2 separate regions of the Canis lupus genome follow, and region 1 is linked to region 2. Evidence: chromatin contacts called from public Hi-C data. All regions are on one chromosome and are shown on one strand. The core of a region is the stretch at or near the end of the contact, and the rest is flanking DNA. Distances in the headings are between cores, read along the strand shown. Region 1 has its middle 6.2 kb from the start of OR2A9B. Region 2 overlaps NOBOX (homeobox protein NOBOX).

Region 1 (2,991 bases), core at 267-2,766, 50 kb before region 2:
AATTCTTGCTTTTAGTATGTTCTTATGTGATGGATATTAATAACTAAGAATATGTTATTGCTCTAAGTTCACAGAGAACAATGGAAAAAAACTAGGGCAGAAATATACAATAAACTATATATGATTTAAAACCCTAAATATTAAAAAAATCCTGAGGATGTTTATTCATTTCTACCCTAGGAAGCAGTGGTCACTGACTTCTCAAAGAAGGGTGAGAATTGCTGAGGCTCTGATTCTGGAAGGCCGGACGATGCTGGAGCCAGATGGGAAGCCATGTTAGGGTGTTGCCCTTGAAAACTGGCAAGAGGGTGTAGACAATTACGGGCAGTAACTACTGGAAATGATAGGGGTGGGAATCTGTGTGTGGTAGCTCGTTCACTTGCCACCTGAAATTAGCACCTGCAGCATTGCTGGCATGTGGACCAGGGATTGCCAACCACCAACCTACAGGATTGTTGTTTACTATTTGCTGTGAATGTAAAGTATCATCGTTAAATACGGGTTGTTGAGGACAGACAAAAACGAAAGGAGGTTGGAATGTAGTCCCACTGGATGACAGCAGAACTGGGTTTCCCCACCAGCAAGGAAGTGTCTTATGCTCCCTGCTTTTTTGACAAACTTTGTTGGCTCATTTTGATTTGTCTTTTTTTGTAACCCGTGTGTCTCTTTTATTATTATTATTATTTATGTTTTGAAATCATGTTTGATCAAAAGAAGAGGTGGATCTTTGAACAGACTTGGATTTAGTCCACAGAGTGCTGGTTCAGAGTTGGGATATCTGGGTCCTCATCTCAGTTCCCCTACTAACTCACTATGTGACCTTAGAAAAGTTGCTTAACTCTTCTAGCTTTCAGTTTCCTCACCGATAAAATGAAAAGTGGAACGAAACAATATTTAAGATTCTTTCTTATTTTCTCATTTTCTGTCTCTGTTGATTTCCTCACATTTCTTTGGAATTTGGATTTTCACTTTGTCAAAGGAATAAAGATTAAGTTCCATGCAGAGAAAACGAAGTGGACTCAAAGATAATTGAATATCCTGGGCCTTTAACATAGGAGGAACTCAAGAGTACCTGCTGAGTCAACGAGTGAGTTGAATATTTTGGTGCTCTGTTGAAAGTGCATACAGCTGGCTTAAATACGAAATGAAATGCCTACTCTTAGAAAAGTCAGTTTTATTAGCCTCCTGGGATCTTATTAAATATAACTTTCATTGGGAAAGGTTCTAGGACCAGAAACCAAACTTTATGTCTAATTTGGTATCTCGGTTGCCCACATTGTAAATAATAATTTTCATATCCAGTACTTACTGAGCACCTACTGGGTATTAGGCATTGTGCTGAGATATATGCATTATTATCTCATCTAAATTTATGACAATTCTATGAGTTAATTAGTTTAGTGCTTTCATTGCACAAATGGAAAAAGAAAGAAGGAAGGAAAAAGGAAGAAAGCAAGCACACAAACAGTAAGAACTTTGCTGTGATTACAAGTGTGTGACAGCCTGGGCTCTAATCCAGGTCAGCCTGACTCCAAAAACCACACCCATAACCAGTAAGCACACTGCCTCTCTATAGCCTAGGCCTGTAGAATCTTTTCCTATCATTAAGTAGCATTCAAGAAAATAAGCCTGAATGTTCTGAAAACACATTTTTAAAAAAGATAGAAATACATCTAAGAGTTTTTAATACATATATAATGAGCAAAATAGTAATATACACATCAGTTTTTTTTTAACTGGGCAAAAATTATATAGATATAAACAGAGACAAACCACTCATGAATATATGAGATGTACAGGCTCTCTAGTAATTAGGGAAATAAACTTTAAAGCATGAGATACCATTTTCTGCCCATCAAATGGGACAAAAATAAAAAGATTGATATTTTCTAGTGTTGCTGACTGTATGGGCAATAGTCTAGGTGGCAATATAATTTGATTTGGTACTAATTTGGGGATGTAGCTTCAAAACTTAAAGTTTGTACTCCTTTTAATGCAAGAACTCCAATTCTAGGAACATATCCTGCAGAAATATTCATATATGTGTGCAAAATATATACATGTACATTTATTTTAATTGAAGATTATTTATAATGGCAAAATGTTGCAGATGAGCTAATGTCCTTCACTGGCGGGTTTGTTAAATAAAATATCATAAATTTATACCACAAAACAGTATGCAACTATTAAAATAAGTTTTCTTTCTCTAGTGGGAAGAGAAGGGAAGATTCTCCTAAAATAAGTAAGTAAATGAAGTCATATTGATCTAGTACTTTCTCATTCATGTAGGGAAAAAGCTATTTGTGTGTGTGTGTGTGTGTTCAGGCATATTAAGGGACAGAAAAATGTTCAAAATGATAAACATTAAAAGGTTAAAGATGACTCTAAAATAGGAAGTGTACTATGGAAAATAATACTATACCATTAGAAAATTTTATTTATTTTTTATTTTTTTAAAAATAAATTTATTTTTTATTGGTGTTCAATTTACCAACATACAGAATAACACCCAGCGCTCATCCCGTCAAGTGCCCCCTTCAGTGCCCGTCACCCATTCACCCCCACCCCCCGCCCTCCTCCCCTTCCACCACCCCTAGTTCGTTTCCCAGAGTTAGCAGTCTTTATGTTCTGTCTCCCTTTCTGATATTTCCCACACATTTCTTCTCCCTTCCCTTATACTCCCTTTCACTATTATTTATATTCCCCAAATGAATGAGACCATATAATGTTTGTCCTTCTCTGATTGACTTATTTCACTCAGCATAATACCCTCCAGTTCCATCCACGTTGAAGCAAATGGTGGGTATTTGTCGTTTCTAATGGCTGAGGAATATTCCATTGTATACATAGACCACAGCTTCTTTATCCATTCATCTTTTGATGGACACCGAGGCTCCTTCCACAGTTTGGCTGCTGTGGACATTGCTGCTATAAACCTCGGGGTGCAGGTGTCCCGGCGTTTCCCTGCATCTGTATCTTTGGGGTAAATCC
Region 2 (2,978 bases), core at 98-2,597:
TTAAGGTTGTTGATGCCTGGCTGTTAGGATCCTGGAGTGGCAGGAAGAGATGGTGGCTAAAGCCGCAGAGCAGAGCTACTCAATACTGTTGGCCCAGAAAACCCTGCAGAGATGCATGCATACGTGTTCTCGTGTAACCAGGAAGTTTCCTCTCCATTTCCAAATACTCTGCCTTTTGGGTTCTTAGGAGTCATGACTCTAGAACTATTATGATGAATATAAGTTAACTACTTAAAAAAAGAAACTTGTATTATAAGTGTATTTTCCAATAATCATAGCATTTGGAGGTCCAGAATGGTACCCTCACACACACTCACCAAATGCAGAAATGTAGTTTGATTCAGTGGCCCTCAAATCCTAGGTATTTTGGCACTGTTAGGGCCATCATATGTGGGGTGGCAAGATATTATATATATGTATTATATATCTGTGTGTGTATATATATGTATATATATGTGTGTGTGTATCTACATACACACACACACACACACACACACAGGAATATTCTCTTCTCAGTGCTCCCACGTCTTATCCCTACCCTCCCTCCCCACAAAAGAGCTTTGGAAAAACAAGTTATGATTCACAAGGCTAGAGACTTGACCTAAAATATCCTTGTCTCTTGTAATCCTATCCCTACAGAGCCCAAATCCTAGAGAGATATGTCCAGGCTCAGATTTGCTCCGGGTTCAGTCCTGCCTGAGTTTGGGAACAGAACATGATTTAATGCCAGGACTGAAAACGAGGCCCAGGATGCTCGATTTCTGGTCGGGCCAGAGACATGGGCTCAGGGAGGATGCCAACGTGTTCGCACCCAGTGGAGACCTCGCCTGGGACATGTAGGACTGCAGCCAACAGCCGGTCAGCTGAGTGGAAGGGAGTGAAAGAAATGCAGCTCTTAATTAGTGAGTCGGGAGACACAGAATTACTCAGAGAAGCCCAAGAGTAAACTCATTTAATGCTTACAACAGACACTGGCTCCTCTGGCAAGGAAAGGAAACCTAAGCTTGCACAGAGGTCAGAGGTCGCGGACCATCCTGTCTCGGGGCTGCAGAGGGTGGGGCCGACCCGCAGCCTTCTCAGATCAGGTCCAGCAAGGTGAGCCCTTGGAGGGGGAAGCATCTCACTCCCCCCACTACCCCCCACCCCCCAGCCAACAGATTCCACAGTCCCTCCTCACACCACTGTCTCCTCCGAGGCACCCAACCCTCTCCTCCTCGGCCCCCCAACTAGTGGCCACGGCTGTCCTGGTCTTCCTCTCGGACTTCCTGGGGTGCCAAGGGCTCCCCTGCAGAGGTGGCAGGCTGCTCCTCTTGGGATTTGCCCAGGAAGGGCCCTGGCCCCGGTCGGGCCCCTCCGGCCAGCTGGGGGACGCCTGCAGAGGGTTGCCTGCTGCTCACCGCCGGGGCACAGGGGCCTGGGAACAGATCGGGCAAGTAGCCCTCACCTCCAGGGAGGGCACCCAGGGTCTGTGGACAGAAGGGACCGGGGAAAGGCAGTTCTGGCAAGCAAGGGTCATTCCAGGGGACTGCACCTGCGGGATGGATGGTACAGGGGGGTCAGACAGGATCAAGGGCATCCACTGCAGCTGAGCAGATCCGGCGACACCCCCCCCATCCTCCCCCAGAAACACAGCTGAGGCTCCCAGGGCCAGTGGGGGTAGAGTCCTAGCACCAGGAGCTCCCCTGGGGACCCGGCATGGCCCTGCCTCGGGGCTCCGTGGTCTGGTAACATCGAGGCGGGGTGGACGGCCGGGCAGGCCGAGGCCCTCCACGCAGGCAGCAGGGAGACTGCAAACCGCCCACACGGCTTCCTCCCCTTCTACTGGGGTGCAGCCTTAGCACGAGGGGTGCACCGGGTTCCAGAGGTCCAGTGGCTTGTCGGCCTGCTCAGGTCAGGGTCAGCCGCCGTCTACTCGGTCCCCTCCTATTCTTCTCCCCTCCTATTGTTTCTAACCCCCTGCACCCCCCCCCCCTCCCTGCAATGGGATTGCTATTCCCATGTCAGAGTCCAGGAGACTGAGACTCGGCAAAGCTGGGAGTGGCTGAGCTGCACCGCCGACTTCAGCCTCCTGACTCCTGAGCGCCCACTCTGCCCCGCGCCCCCAGGGAGCCACAGCCAAGCAGGGGTGCGGGAGAGGGGCTCGCTGGCCGCCGGCCCTGCTCGGCCCGCCCTTCCCACCCCCCTCGCGCCCTCCAGCGCCAACTCACCCACGTTCCCAGCAGGTGGCTGCAGCACCATCTGCCCCGACGGAGGGCCCCGGGAAGTAGCCCTGAGATAGGCCCGCGCCCGGGCCGAAGGGCGAGGTGAAGAGCGGGTCCTCGGGCAGTGGGGGCAGCAGGGGGTGGGGGGTGGGCAGCGGGAAGGGGTGCAGGAACGGGAACTGGGCTTGAGGCTGTTGGTAGAGCTGGCCCTGGGGCGCCTGGGAGAAGGGGAACGGCCCCGGCTGGGTGCCCGCTTGGTAGTCCTGGGGTTCCAGCTCTTCCAAGTATGAACAGGCGGGTGGTGGGGTGACGCTGTGGGGGCCAAAGGAGCATTTTGCGAGGCTCGGGGTGGCTTCCTCGTCGTTGCCGCCCCGTAGGTCAGTCCCTCCCCATCTCCAGGACCCCAGACTTGCTGCTTCCTCTCCTTTCTCTTCCTGTTCCTGGCTTCTCACCCTCCTTCCTGCCCTGTTGCGGTGATAGTCTAGATCTTTCCCACTTCAAATCCACTGGTGCTTTCAATCCTCATCGCGATTAGGACTCCTTGCTTCTCTCAGCTAACTCCCCCCTGCCCCTGCCCCAGCTCCATCTATCTTTTCTCCTTCTATACCCCTCCCAGGGTCCCCCATTAGGCTCCGTACCTTGTCCCCCAGGACCCACAGGGGCCTTCTTTGTGGCTGTTGTCACTGCCAGGAGTATCCAGCAGCAGAGGCATCATTTGAGGGGTAGGGACAGGGCCCAGGGGAAAAGGAAGGTTGACTCTTCGAAGAGGTGGGGGGC

The links. Hi-C and Micro-C count contacts between places; a contact is called where the count stands out from the background.
Region 1: a Hi-C map of skin fibroblasts shows a contact between it and region 2, with 1.8 times the contacts expected there. The contact joins two enhancer-like sites. A contact is called at or near these places in 2 of 9 Hi-C or Micro-C datasets (amygdala and skin fibroblasts).

The regions. Positions count from the first base shown.
Region 1 is chr16:5,409,041-5,412,031 of UU_Cfam_GSD_1.0, reverse strand. No RefSeq gene overlaps it. Among named protein-coding and RNA genes, the nearest start is that of OR2A9B, 6.2 kb to the left of the region's middle. Within about 2 kb of position 1,516, at least 2 of the 20 cell types and tissues checked have an H3K27ac peak or open chromatin away from gene starts, as enhancers often do.
Region 2 is chr16:5,358,455-5,361,432 of UU_Cfam_GSD_1.0, reverse strand. NOBOX (homeobox protein NOBOX) reads right to left here. Exons shown (of 9, transcript XM_038560560.1): 6 at 2,840-2,978; 7 at 2,249-2,513; 8 at 2,208-2,247; 9 at 944-1,531. The coding sequence ends at 1,227. Among named protein-coding and RNA genes, the nearest start is that of NOBOX, 5.8 kb to the right of the region's middle. Within about 2 kb of position 1,347, at least 3 of the 20 cell types and tissues checked have an H3K27ac peak or open chromatin away from gene starts, as enhancers often do.